2 separate regions of the Oryza sativa genome follow, and region 1 is linked to region 2. A link is a contact called in public HiCAR-type data. All regions are on one chromosome and are shown on one strand. The core of a region is the stretch at or near the end of the contact, and the rest is flanking DNA. Distances in the headings are between cores, read along the strand shown.

What was found. HiCAR-type assays count read pairs that join an accessible place to other places.
Region 1: a HiCAR-type map of leaf shows a contact between it and region 2, with 7 times the contacts expected there. The contact joins the promoter of LOC4352516 here to the promoter of LOC4352497 in region 2. A contact is called at or near these places in 3 of 15 Hi-C or Micro-C datasets (leaf and leaf mesophyll) and 1 of 4 datasets of contacts at active chromatin or transcription factors (leaf).

What each region holds. Positions count from the first base shown.
Region 1 is chr12:23,657,115-23,664,112 of ASM3414082v1, forward strand. It overlaps LOC4352516 (cytochrome c oxidase subunit 5C-like), which reads right to left and starts at 4,130. Exons shown (of 2, transcript NM_001423571.1): 1 at 4,049-4,130; 2 at 1,185-1,663. The coding sequence starts at 1,639. The coding sequence ends at 1,448. LOC4352518 (serine/arginine repetitive matrix protein 2) reads right to left here. Exons shown (of 7, transcript NM_001423572.1): 2 at 6,909-6,998; 3 at 6,022-6,622; 4 at 5,809-5,909; 5 at 5,642-5,722; 6 at 5,373-5,500; 7 at 4,734-5,275. The coding sequence ends at 5,149. TRNAP-AGG (transfer RNA proline (anticodon AGG)) reads left to right here and starts at 4,321; the gene lies at 4,321-4,392. It overlaps LOC9271102 (ocs element-binding factor 1), which reads left to right. Exons shown (of 1, transcript NM_001423570.1): 1 at 1-469. The coding sequence ends at 162.
Region 2 is chr12:23,324,399-23,331,930 of ASM3414082v1, forward strand. It overlaps LOC4352497, which reads left to right and starts at 4,872. Exons shown (of 2, transcript XM_015763285.3): 1 at 4,872-5,135; 2 at 6,190-6,568. The coding sequence starts at 4,985. The coding sequence ends at 6,287. LOC4352496 (calmodulin-binding protein 60 A) reads left to right here. Exons shown (of 12, transcript XM_015763398.3): 3 at 262-299; 4 at 619-700; 5 at 788-837; 6 at 1,023-1,489; 7 at 1,634-1,797; 8 at 1,884-2,090; 9 at 2,196-2,352; 10 at 2,509-2,607; 11 at 2,803-2,876; 12 at 3,006-3,541. The coding sequence ends at 3,203.

The sequences.
Region 1 (6,998 bases), core at 2,880-5,379, 330 kb after region 2:
GAGCTCGGCGACAGGCTGCGCAGCGTCAACGAGGTGCTCCGCGTCGTCGAGGAGTTCAGCGGCGTCGCCATGGACATCCAGGAGGAGTGCCCCCCCGACGACCCGCTGCTCCGGCCATGGCAGATCCCCTGCCCCGCCGCCGCGCACATGCTCCAGTACTGAACGAACGCCGCGCCATGGGAGAGTGAGCTCTGAGCTAAGCTGTGGTTGGCATCAAGAAGTCTTCATCTTTTTTCTTCTCTTGGCTGCTTTGAGAATTTCAAGGCTTTAATCTGCTGCTGCTCTATGGTCTTCTTCTACTACTCTTCTGATGATGATTTTGTGTCTGAATAAGTGATGGTCTTTTGTCTGTGTCCATGTGGTGTTTTGTAAGGGTTAATTATGTTGTTTGTGTTATGTAATGTTATAAACTATGTCATTATATCAATTCCTCTTGTGATCATCAATGTAAAATTGCGTTGGAAATTCATCTGGTCTGACGGTATGTGTTGTTCATGGCTCATGGAGTTGTTGGCTGAAGAATCTGCCAGATTTGCAGCTTCACATGGGCTCCTGCCAAAACAAAAAAAGTACAGTGACTTCATATCAAATCATAAAACAAGGTGAACAAATTTAATTTGTTTTTGGTTAGATGAACAATCAGATTGGATAAAGCAGGGGCTGATCTTCAGTTTCAAAGATCTTCCTGGATTCTGTCTGAAATCTTGATGATAACACTTCTAGTATGTTGCTATGATTTCTTGCTTGGCATCTAAGCAAAAACAGATTAAACCAACTAGGTCGAAAAATATTCTGTTTTTTCACGGCATAAAGGAGGTATAGCCACAAAGGGCATCAGCATACACTGCCTGCTCACTTTAGCTATTCCCAGTAATAAACAAGCAATAATTGTTAATGTCTGCTATGTAAGCAAGCAAAATGAAAATGACATCAATCAGGGAAGAAACCAAATCCATGATGCATGCAAAAGCGATGGTGAAAAGCACATGAAAACCTTAAAAACTCATCTTTGGCCAAACCATTGACATCACCAAATAAAACAGAACCGGTTTATAGGTCAGGAGCGATGGTGTGCCTGTTCCACTCACAATGACACAATAAATTTTCAAATGACTCATTAGGTATCCAATTTCCACCATCGCATCCACACTGAAAAGGATGGGCATAATCACAATCTCAAATGGTGACAGGAAAATAAGCAAAAGAAACTAAATCAGATTAATGTCAGGGGGAAGCCATCCAATCCCTTAAGCTGTTACTGGCATATATTAAAGACAGATTTTAAGATAATACAAGAAAAGAAGCAAATTCAACGAGATCAAATGTTCTCAAATTGCTATGCTTATTTTTCATGACAATCTCCACGGCACTAGCTTTGTCATGCTCTCCAGAGAGTTTCAGAAATAACTTGCAAAAAACAAAGGCAAAAGACTTTCAACACAAAAGACTACTCCTCGACGACAACACTGATCTGGCCCTTCTCGAGCATGTCGTAGAAGGATCTAGTCTTCCTCTGCTCGTTCCAGTGATGCATCTTCCACAGACCACCAGCGACCAGCCCAAGGGTGAGCCCAATGCAGATCTCCTTCACCACGCTCGGCCCCTTGAGGGTCGCATGTGCAATTCTGCCACCTGCCATTTGCTTGCTGTTGAGCTCAGATGCCTACAGAAAATGATAAGATTCTGTGAGCTGATTTCATAGCAGCAACAGGCCGAGAGAATATCATTAGGGCAGCAAGATACTTTTAATAAATGCAAAATGTCCATACAAACAATTAGTTCACCATTCCATGACTCTTTTTATATAAAAAGCCCCTCCAAAGGTGACCGGAGTGAATTTCACAGAAGTGACATAAAAGTTCAGATTGAAACTGGAAGAAAACTTAAATAAAACCATTGAAATAGTAGTGAAGCTATGTTAAATCCAACATATATTTAGACATGGTAAAGAAAGAGGCTCTGGTTCCTCAATGCTCAGAAACCTGTCTCAAGAACAATAATCACCGAAAGAATCATGTTCTCAAGTTCATCTCCTAATATCAACAAATTCCACCACAAATGCTTTTATGGGATATCTTAGCATTTCGAATAAAAAAATGGCACAACAAACACTTCTAGCCTTATGGTTAATCATTGCTTCTCTATGCAAAAACGAATGTATACAGTATACCCTTCACCTAACCTGCCAATCATCCAAAGAGTGAAAGACACAGCCACAAACGATGCAAAGCAAATTTGTTAGGAGGAATGTCCATATCACTTAACATCAAACAAACAGGATCACAGGTTCTCACCAAGTCACAATCCCAGCATATGCAACAATTACAGTTCAAATTACACATCATTCAAACACGAAGCCTTGAACCAAATTAAACAAATGACAACATCAAACTTGTGCAATGCAACATCATTAGGTATATTAGGTCACTATAATGAGTAGCAGTAAGTCATTTTCTTGCACCTTAATACAAATTTTAGGAGTTAAAGATAAGCTCCAACAAATGCCAACTACAGTGAAAACAGGAAATTCATTGCCAACAAAGCAGACCCAAAGAAAAAAGGATACATGACAAATTCATTACACTGAAGTTTGCATTAGAAAGTTGATAGCTTCATACAACCAAGAAATTTCCTATTTTGGAATAGGGGGACAACAGGAAGCTAACTTCTGTATGCTTATAGTGAAGCTAGGTATAACTGACAGAGATCTACCAAGATGTCTATAGGTTTATGTTGTGCTCAATAGGAGAGATTGATACCACCACCGTGGCAAGAGCTTTGCTAAAGTGCTTTGTTAAGTTAAATGTCCCATGAAAGGTTAAACAGCAGAAAAGCTATTTACAATTCTAACACCTCATAGAACACAATCAACATATAATTTCACTGCTGATGGCTGTAAATATCAGCAGTTCAGCACAAGTGCAAACAATGTAATCAAAATGATGTTCGACCAATCTTATAAGCTGCACAAACATCAGATGAAAGTAGAATATCCAATCATAATGTGCTTAACTGTTGTGGAAACAACATGGGTTTTTGAACAATTTTGAGAAGTTTGAAACTATTAAGAAAGCACTGTCGTGCCAAAGCCTGTGATGCACATGCCGAGAACAGATATAAATTTACAAAGTAACACTACAAGGATACGATGATGTAAGTGCTTAGCAAAAGGTAGCACTCGTCATGGATGCTTTCTCAAATACTAGAAGCTAATAACTCGCTAAGACAAAAAAGGCCAAGTTGGCACAAGATACGAATCATGGCAGCCTTACATATGTAACACTATATGATGCACATAATAAAACCCAGGTATGCAACACTACAGAACCAAAGAATAAGAAGCCCCCCTATGAACAATGCACAGAGGGCATGAGCCTATATCCTATGACGCGCGGCACCGAAAGGTGGAGATAGCCATTCCATTGTCTAAAGGCTATCTAGCAAGCCATCATGCATCAGAGCTGTTCCGTTCGTGATGCGGATTCGGGAAGGTCAACATAAGGGACACATCAACCAAAGTCAACGAGCACCACCACTATCACTACTAACATTTCCACACCCAATTATCACAGCGAAAAAATCCCCATTTTCCGCCACCAATTCCCCAATCCGAATCGCGGAGGCGAACAATACAGACCATCTCGTTATCATCACCACTCGCAAGAACACGAACTAATCTCACACAAAAAGCTTCGCGCGTGACCGATTAATCATACTAACAACTCCCAACATCCCAAGAACCAAATCCCTCCACGCAAATCAAATTCGAGGCGTAACCTGCCGCATCCCCCCTCCCTAACGTAAAACCTAAATCCTCCCCGCCTAGAATCCCTCAACATCGCATCACAAAACGGATCACCCACGCGAACCTAAACGTTTGCTCACCAAGAAACCAGATCCAGACGATTCTTGAATAAAAAAAGAAGAAAAAAAGAACACCACCTAGGGTTCGCGCGCTAGGATCGGCCACACGGAACAGGATACAGCCGAGCGATCGGGGGCGGGAGAACGGATCGGCGGGGGTGGAGAGGGAGGAGGGGGATCTGACCTTGCCGCCGGTGGAGGAGGATAGACGCCGCGCCGCCGCCGCGAGGGAGAGGAGGAGGAAGCCTTTGGATTTCTGCGTGGAGGAGGGGAGTTTTTGCGGAAAGGCCCTTAAAAGGGCCCGAATTAGCGGGCGGGCCCAGTCCACGCGCCCGCCCCCCGCCACTTGGCCACTGGATCGGCCACCGGCTCATGGCTCGAGCTCAGCGCAGCGGCTCGGCTCGGCTCGGATAAAATAGTTTTAAATAGGTTGATGTGAAGAAAGTAATCAAACAAGGGCATTTGGTCTAGTGGTATGATTCTCGCTTAGGGTGCGAGAGGTCCCGAGTTCAATTCTCGGAATGCCCCAGATTTTATTTTGAATTTTGATATATTTTGCCGTCTGAAACACTATTCCCAATTTTAATATCTTTGCATTCTGCAATTTTATTCCCAATTTTAATATATTTTGCCTTCATTTTGAATTTTGATATATTTTGCCGTCTGAAACATTATTCCCAATTTTAGTATCTTTGCATTCTGAGGCATTATTTCAATTTTTAATATTATTGTTATTCCTTTTTTGCATTACGCAGCATTTACAATTAACTTAGGCTAGCTTTCTTTTTTTCTCCCTCTCTCTTTTGCATTCTGCGGCATTATTTCAAATTTTAAAATTTTTGCATTCTGCAGCATTTACAATCGGGTTATACACAAACGACATGATGGCCGAGTGTGTGCATAAACTGAATGAAGAAGTGAACAAACACAAGGAACTTTGGTACAACAACTTATTCTACATTTCTGCTCCTTCATATGTGTATATGTCTACTATCTGCAATACAGGTATCAGAGGGCAGCAGCAGTACATCTGCTCACAAGCCCTGAAAACAGGTTGACAAATCTATATGTATGTAAATATGCATACATGATACACATGTATATGCACTTATTGGACAGCTGTATCTTTCTATCAACTCAACCAAAAATGTGCATCTCCGCGGCTGATGATCATCCTATCTTATTTCCACCAGTATATAGACGAGAATGCTTTCTTGAGGGAACATTATAGATCAGAGTTGATTGCGAAACCGGGAAATAGGCACGGCCCGAGCGTCCCGTCAATCAAGCGTTGCCATTGACGGCTTTGTAGCATTTCAGGCTGCAGAGAGGGAGATTCAGCTTGGAGTCCCTATACCGGTATGCGTTCGTGCATGATGGTCCGGCACATTTCTCTCGCGGGGGAGGGTAGCTGCGTGATGGATGAACGGTGATAAGAAATGATATGTCATGAGGCACATTTCTGGGGCGATTTCTTTAAGAAAGAGTACAGAGTTTGTGAGGATTACTTGCAAGGCTTGGAGTTGAAGATGCTGGGAAGGCCTACTTCTTCCGGGAATGAAACCACGGTGCCCTTTGGGCCCATGACCCACCTGATGGTGTTTTCAGGAATAGTTTGTGCTCTGGCTGCTCTCTCCTGGAAGGGGGAAGTAAGAGTCTAGTTCAGAAGCTAGTAGCAGAAGATACATTGATAAGGGTACTATTATTGATAAGGGTACTAAAACGCATTAGAGAAAATAAGGGTACAAAAACAGCATGATCGAATGATGCAATAAACCTTATCTTCTCGCTCCTTTTGCTTTCTTTCTTCTTTCTTCTTCTCAGAATCCAGGCCCAAAATTTTCCTTATAGCTTCAGCCTGCAGAGATTAACAATGTTGAGAACACCTTGAAATCGAGGCTTTAATATATGCTTAAAAGGAAGGCAGGCAAACATTTTTCTGACCTCGCTTTCTTTAGTAGCCTTCTCGACTTGCATCTTGCGCCGCTGAGCAGCCTCTGCCTTCTTGGCAAGCATTTCCGCATCAGAAAGCTTATCCTTCTTGCCTGGATTGACAAAAAACGCAAATCAAAACAAATCAGCACAGGACTGAAGGTGAAGGTGTCACTTTTCTAATGGAAAAAAGGGTAGCTAGGATAGGCATATCAGCATATGTACCTCTTGAAGGAGCTGGTGGCAAACCATCAGGGAACTCAATAGCACTGTTGCTGTTTCCATCCATCCATGATTGAAGGGCACGGCGACGTGTTGTCAGAGGCTCGCTTCTTACATTAGCAGGTGATTCAGTGACTGCTTTCTGCTTCCTGTTTTGTGCATCAAGCTCACTGTCAGATGTAGGTTCCTCTTCACTATTATCAGCATCAGTAGATTCCCTAGACCTTTTATTGCCATCCCTTTTTGATCTGGAGGTAACAAAATCATTATCGATCTCGTATGATGTGCTCTTAGTTTTAGCTTTCTTTGCAGCATTCTTCTTAGAGCTACTTCCTGTTTTTTTTGCAGGCTCACGAGTATGGACTTCCACACCTTCAGAAGTTCCAAAATCATCAAGAATATTTGTATCATAGTCCTCATCTAATTCACTGTCCAAGATGGATTTCTTAGCAATCCTCCTACTCTTCCGGACAGGATCTGAAGATGGTTCCCTGTGAACTTTGGCTGGTTGTTCTGGAGTTAGCGCGTCATCAATTGACTTCTCCTTTTTGGTTTTCTTGTCTCGGGAAGATGCCAACCTACTGGAATCTTTTACTCCTTCAGCCTGAAAGTAATTCATCTTTTGTTTCATCAATTATCATTACAGGTCACATACTCACATGTTGAAGAAAATAGAGGGAGGAGATTTGCAAAGAACCCATATGCCCCCTAAATTGGAAAAGATCAAAACAATGACCAATTGACCAGGAGAGGTACACAGCCTAGATTTATGTCATAGCAGCATCGTCTAATTTCCATTATATAAATTTTATTTATCTTGAAATCAAGTAATGAATCAACAAAGTGCAAGTAGATTACAAAACAAACGAAATGGATGACTCGGCGCATACCTGACTAGAATGCTTTTGCCGTTGCTGCGAATCTCCTGGCCGCGGAGGCTTCACAGGCAAAGACCTGGAATGCGACATATCAGGGCTTGG
Region 2 (7,532 bases), core at 3,622-6,121:
TTAACATGTTGTTCTGAAAGTCGGGCAGGTGCATATCTGTTTGTGATGTATATGAAACTCATTTTATCTTACTGATTTAACTGACAGTCATAAGTTTGTTTTGGTATGGTATTTGGTTCAGCAAAAATGGCATAAACTCATTGTACTTTGATAGTTTGATATTGGGTATTTCTTTTCTTCCTACAGCCTACAATGTTTCTTCTTCCTGTTTCCTTCTTGTTTCATGGCTGTGGCTAAATTTACGTTCTTGTGCTTTCATAGGTTCAGAGGCTTCACAATGCTCAGGGTGTTATTATCAAGTAAGTGTGTGATAGTTATATTGTTATTTTACCATTTTATTTCTCTTCTACTCCGTATCAATATGCTTCAGGGGCGGAGCCACCGCCCGGGCTCGCCGGCGAAAACTCCATTAAATTTTAATATTGATGAGTAAATCGATGATGAAATTTCTGTAGTAAATACTAGTTATATGGAAATTTGCCTTGGCTCAAAAATCTTCCTGGCTCCACGACTGATGTGCTTTAATAACTAGCATGAGTAGTTTTTATTTTTCTCATGAAAATATGGAAGTTCTGCATGTCATAGTTTAATGAAAAATGATTTTTTTTTGGTTATCAGAAAATTGGAAAATATACAGGAAAACATGCTGGAGCGGATGGAAAACATGCAGGAGCGGATGGAGGATATCAGTCATGAAGTGGTTAGTTCCATAGTCCTCTAAATCAGTGTTTTACATGTTTCATCCTCATTTGATAACCTTGTACTTTTTTTTTTCTCACACTGACAGAAACAATTGAAGCATCTGCATTCCAATCGTCATGCTGATCAACACCCAGGGTAAAAGATTCACAAGTGCACATCATTCATAGATTCTTTCGTCCTTTTTTGTTCTCATCGTGAAATGTTAGATATTAATTATCCATTTGGCCAGTTGTCAAGTTCTCTTTTCCATAGTGTACTATATCAATTTACTAACACTACATTCTGAGCTTTATCATATTGTCCTCCATGCTTTTCTTCAGACTGGAGCCAAACACAAATGTTCAACTGCGTTTCCTGGATAATCTGAAGACTCCTGTTTACACCGAAAAGAACATCACAGCTGAAAGCAACGAGGCTATCAGAATAGGTATCTTTGAAGGTGACAACATGATTACAGATGGCCCACTTTCCAAGGTGAAAGTCGAAATCGTAGTTCTCCGCGGTGATTTCTCCAACGATGGTCGGGTGAGCTGGACTGAAGAGCAGTTCAACAATCACATTGTGCAAGGTCGGAATGGGCAAGGATTCGTGTTGGGCGGTGATTGTGGTGTTTGGTTGAAAAAGGGGGAAAACCGCTTGGGCAAGATCCGTTTCAAGGAAGGATCATCCAGGACCCGCAGTCGGATGTTCATTTTGGGAGCAAGAGTATGCAAGAGCGAAAACACCGGTGTCCGAGTTCAGGAAGCTGTCATGAAGCCAGTTACCGTGTTGGATCGCAGAAATGAAGGTGCTTTTTTTTTTCCATTTTTTCAGGCAGCTGTTTCTTAGCAGTGGACACTCATGTGGAGTGTAGAGGCCGGAATGGCATCCATTATCTTAAAAACAAATCAGCTTTTTCTTTACCAGGACACATTTGTCTTGTCTTTTGCAGCAAATGAGAAGAGGCATCCTCCAATGCTGGACGATGAAGTGTTTCGCTTGGAGGAAATCTGCAAAGATGGGACTTACCACAAGAGGCTTCAGAAGGCTAAAATCTTCACAGTGCATGACTTCTTGAAGGCTTTGAACACGAACGCCAAGAAGCTCCGTGAAGAAGTAAAACATGTTCCATACATTTTGTTTGCAGCTGTCGTACTATTGTCATCATGATTCATGACATCCATCCATTTGTTGCTATGCAGGTTCTCCAGATGAAGAAGAAGACGAACTCATGGGATAAAATGGTTGGGCATGCCAGGGAGTGCTGTCTCAGAGACCAGCATGAGCTGAAAGCGTATCAAAGTGAAGAAGAAAATGCGACACTTTTCTTCAACGGTGTGCATCAAATTGTTGGAGCAAAATTTGGTGGTGATTATGTCATATATGAAAATTTTGATCCAGCCCAAAAGGTACATGCTGAACTCAACATCTTTCTGGCAGCATATGATCCTATGTTCATTTGTGTTTCCTTTATCAGCCAATCGATAAGAAACAAATATGTTGTTGTCACGCAGACAAAAGTGAATAAACTGAAAGACCGTGCACATGCTAAATTGGATGACATTCCATCCGATTTTGTAATGAAAAACAACATTCCTGAACCGATCAGTCCAACTTCAGCAGCTGCTGCAGGCCCATCAAATCGTTCTGATCATCAGATGCCAAATCAAGGTTAGTAAAGACTTGCTGTACTAGTCTACTGGATACCTGGTTATTTTTTGGTCTTCGACGCATATGGTGCACACTACACGATACTCTCTTTGAATGCTCTTGTCTTCCTCACCACACACAATTGATGCCGGAATTTCTTATTTCAAGGAACTATAGGAGCTGAAAACTTGTGCAATGGTGTGGCGTTTTACTCGAATGCAATCTGCGACTGCAGCACCTCTAATCCTAATGATGTGAGCACACATGATTATCCAGGTACTTACTGATTCCACAATTTTCCTTTGGTAGGGTTTTGCTTGGATATGTGAATTTCCTTTCAACTTTGAGCTAAACATTAAGAAATACCCAAACGAGTCCCTCTACCCCTTTAGCTCTTATCTTTTCCTTCGTGCATGCATTCTGCATCAATCATTTTGATACGATGACATCTAAAACTCCAAATTTTTGCAGATCAAGCACCAACGCCATTTCCTGATTGGCAACAAGATCTCCAAAGGCTGATGAGCTCTTCTGATACAATCGACGTTAGTGAAACCCACAGCAATTCAGCTCTGTTTATTTTTATTTTCATTACTGTCAGGATGCTGTGTACAGCTCAGTGCTTGCAGTAATTTTTACATAGTATGGTTCATGACTCGGCATTCATTTTGCAGTGGCCGAGCTTTGAGAGGATTGTATTGGGTGGCACCTCAGAGGAATCGAGTTCTGCTCAACACCAAGTTCATCAACTCCATGAAAGCATGCCTCCTGCTACATCGCCATGGGTGGCGGCGCCGCAATCGCGTGCTCAACACGGGGAGGAGCCTAGCAGGTTACCATTTCCAGGATCAGACCACAATAACAACTGTTAGTAACAAATTGACAGTGCAGTTCTTCTATGCCAAAAAAAGAAAAAAAAAAGGCAATGCAGTTATCAGGTTGCTGCACAGCTATGTACTCAGTTGTCTCGTCAGTGTAGTGTACAGATTTGCAGTGTGCAATTCTGATTTAGGTTGTGGCTATCTTATTCATCTGCAGATCATTAGTGATCTACGGTGTGTTTGTAATGTGTAACTGTAAGTCTGTAACAATGCAGGTGGTATGTCTGCTGGCCAAAAGAAAGAAAAAGAAATGATCTGTGATGTATTTATTTCTTTTCCCTGATTAGGGAGCTCATTTGTATATGGAAACATGGTCTAGATTCTTTACATTTATTGGATCTTCACGCTACAATGCAACATCAAGGGTCCATGTATTCTGGGTTATAATACTTTAATTAGACCCTTGTCTTTTGATCTTGTTATAAGATTTATGGAGGCAAAAAAAATGTATTAAACAGCAAGATATATATATATATATATATGTATATATATATATATATATATATGTATATATGTATATATATATGTATATGTATATATATATATATATATATGTATATATATATATATATATATATATATATATATATATATATATGTATATATATATATATATATATATATGTATATATATATATATATATATATATGTATATATATATATATATATATATATATATATATATATATGATTTTGAACTCTTTAATGCCAAATTAAACTTCAGTTTTTGGTCGAGATTTTACTTTTTGAGAAGTGTTTTGTAAATATTTGCTTTCTTCTTAATGAAATGAGATGTGGTTCTCCTGTGCTTTTCAGATAAAAAAAATTTAACTTTAGAATTTTTTTTGAGCACCTACCACTGAAATCACAAAGCCGTTAAAACCTAGAAAATTTGCTCCCATAGGGAGTCAAACCCAGGACCTCAGGTGCTACTAAGGCTCTTGTAACCACTAGGCTACAGGCCCTTTCGCTGAACTTCAGATTTTAACATGGGTTGATTGATGGTTACCTGTGAGCATTTTACGAACAATTACAAACTCCGGCTACTTGAAATCTTGAGAAACCGTAGACCGGGGGAATGCAGGATTGGGAGCAATTAGATGAGGATTAGAGAGAAGATCACACAAGAGCAGGGGAATCAATCGACCGCCGAGCTCGATTTTTAATTAGAACAGTGTATATTTCAAAGGATAATTTTTAAAAAACAATTAATTTATGGTTTATCATATTAGTAGAAGAGGAAAAAGAATAAAATAAATATATGATGCTAATACAAGGCATACAAGTAACATATTTGATCTACTAATTTATTAAATAGCAACAAAAAAATTATATATTACTAGGCTTGTTAGAAGCTCGAGCTCGGCTCGACAAAGCTCGCGAGCTTTGGGACAGGCTCGGGCTCGGCTCGTTTGGAGCTTGAGCCGAGCTCGAATCGAGCCTAGAACGAGTCGAGCTTAAGCAGCTTGTGAGTCTCGAGCTTTTTTTATAGCCCTAAATGGAAGAGCGCGGAGGACGGCAAGAGGAGAAGATAGGGAAGCAGGGGTCGATTTGCAAAATTTCTTATCGCCTAGTACCAAACAGCAGCGACCCAACCAGGGCCCATTTGCTAAATTCGTGATCGCTTATTAGTGGGCCCATCATCCACTCCGGCCCACGACGACCAACACCAAACAAACCCTAGCTCACCGGCGTCGGCGGCGGCGGAAGGCGGTCGCCGGCACGCCACAGCAAAGGCAAACCCGCAGCAGCACGAACAAACAGGCGAGCGATGGGAGGAGGCGAGGCCACCAGCGGAGGAGGAGGAGGGTTCCGCGCGCGGGTGGAGCACTACCTGTACAGCGGCGAGAAGAAGCACGTCGTCGCCGGCATCGCCATCTTCGCCGCCATCTTCGGCGTCCCCTGGTACCTCATGACCCGAGGTATTCCGCATGATCGCTTTCTCTCTTCCTCCCCTCATCATGAACTGATTTGACCCCCCAAGCCGTTCAGAGAACCAGTTCATGTTGCTGATGATGAACTCAGTAGTGTGGAACTACGATGTTACTAGGTTCTAGGAGCGAAGGGATTTTTCGCACAAGAGTTTATTGTACAATACTGTGGTGATAATGGCATCTGGTATGTTTTTTGAGACCCGTGAAATGAAACGGGTTTGAAATTTGGGATTGCTTGGGGGCGTATATGAATTGCTATGAAGATTTAGGAGTTTCCCTTGCGTGCCGAATTTTGGGAAAATGCAGGCATTGTAAGCGTAATAACTTGGTAATCTCACCAAATCAGGCTGGTACTGCAACTTGTGACAGGCTATTTTGCTTCAGTACCAGCGCTACTAGACTAAGCATTTGTTATTTCGTTGTTTTGAGATCTTCCTCTCTCTTGTTGTCACAATGTTCTCAGATTGTCACCGTCAGTACGAAGAGATTCGTACTACTAGAAAATATCCCATCCAATCCTAGATTCTTATATTTTTGGGACGGAGGGAGTATTAATGATAATGATCCCTTGCACAATACCCTTGGAGCTATCCAGCTAGTTCCATGTACATTGTGCACATGACACTGTCACTGCCATCACCATTGCTTATCATCTCGCAGTTTCATGCCCTCTCTTTCTTTTACTGTTAAGTTTTGATGATCAATCAGCAATTTGAGGTGTCCGTGTTCATTTTGAAGTTTTTATAACTGATATAAGGACAGCTACTTGATCTTGCCTTTTTTTTTTGAGTGGTGTGATGGTACTAAACTCTTAGCTATTCGTAATACGCATCTCTACATTTTCAGGGTGACCAAAGTGTTTAACATAAAATTAGATATGAGTTAGATCTGTGCTTTTAGGCTGGGCAGGCATGTTTTGGTTTCTGGTTGAGAATGAATGTTGATTTTTGTTGACTGTAACCCACAAATGATGAAATTTTTAGAATACTCTTTTTGATACATGAATACCAACTGATTATGCAATTTGTTCCATCTACTGCAGGGGCAAAGCATCAGTCGCACCAAGATTACATGGAAAGAGCTAACAAGGCGAGGTCGGAGAGGCTTTCTTCTGGACAGGCATCTTCGCCAAAAGAGTGAAACAGTAATCCCCTAACTCAGATTTGCAAAACCTCAGGCCGACACAGCTATGATAATCTGAGAATTCGATCCTGTTGTGAAATAAGCAGACCATCTCGATTCTCATCTTTCAGTTGTAGGAAACATGGGTTGAATGTAATACGTCACATGAAATTTTGTCAAATGCAGCTAGCTCTCTTTACATTCCGCACTATTCTACAAGGAGATGATTGACAAAGACAAACACCTGATTTATTTGTCTCAAATGACGATTCTAGAGCCAATTACCTTGACTTGAGATATTCATGCGTCTGTTTTTGTGGATGGCTATATCTTCTGTGTGTTTGTGACATGAGATTGTTGTACTGCGGAGATGCAATTTTGTCACAAGGTGAGATGAATTTATCCGTTGCAGGGAAGGCATACAACTTCCGTTGCAGTGAGCTGGTTGATTCAAGCTCAATCTGGATGCATGGTGCTTTGTCTACAACCCAATGTAGGCCGTGTGGCATGCCTGTTTATTCAGTGTCTAAAATTGCAAAGTTTTCTTCCCGTCGCCCAAAAGATTTAATTTTTTTCTACTTGCCCCTATCTCTGAACTGTGCTGTTTATAGTTTTTGCAGATGACTGAATACTAACCATTACCAATTTAATTAGCGTTGCTATGGATAGGACAACTGCCTCCAACTCCATGGAGTTGTGTTGATATGCAATCTTCCCCATCAATTGAAATGTGGTGGATTTAAACAAAAAAGAAAGAAAGAAACAAATGCACATCCATCTGAAAAACCCAGAAGGAAAATATTGTCATCTACAGAATTGCAGTCTGAAGATTTGCTGTTCTTTCTCTGCTGGAAAAGAAGCAGTGACAACAAGAAGCTGACACAAGCGTGCCTATGGTTAGGGAGATCCAAATTAGAGAAGAATGATTCTGAACTCTTCCCATGTCGGCATTAAACTACAATTCGACGGGGTTGATTAATCATCACTACAGAATCAAGTCGTGGCTTACTGGCATATCAAGAGGGGAAAAGGTGAATGGTTTGATACTTCGATGAAAACCACGCGGATTCCCCAGAAATAGTCCTCGTTACTCGTCAGGTGCACACGCTTACAGCACCAGTACTTCTGACATTGTGATTAGTTTCCATAGTCCCATGTCCTTGTTTTGATTTCTTTTTAAGGTAATGTGTTCTTGTTTTTCTATGGCAAACATGATAGGGGCATTCAAAACACCCTATGGTTTTCGAGCTTTCGACTTTTGAT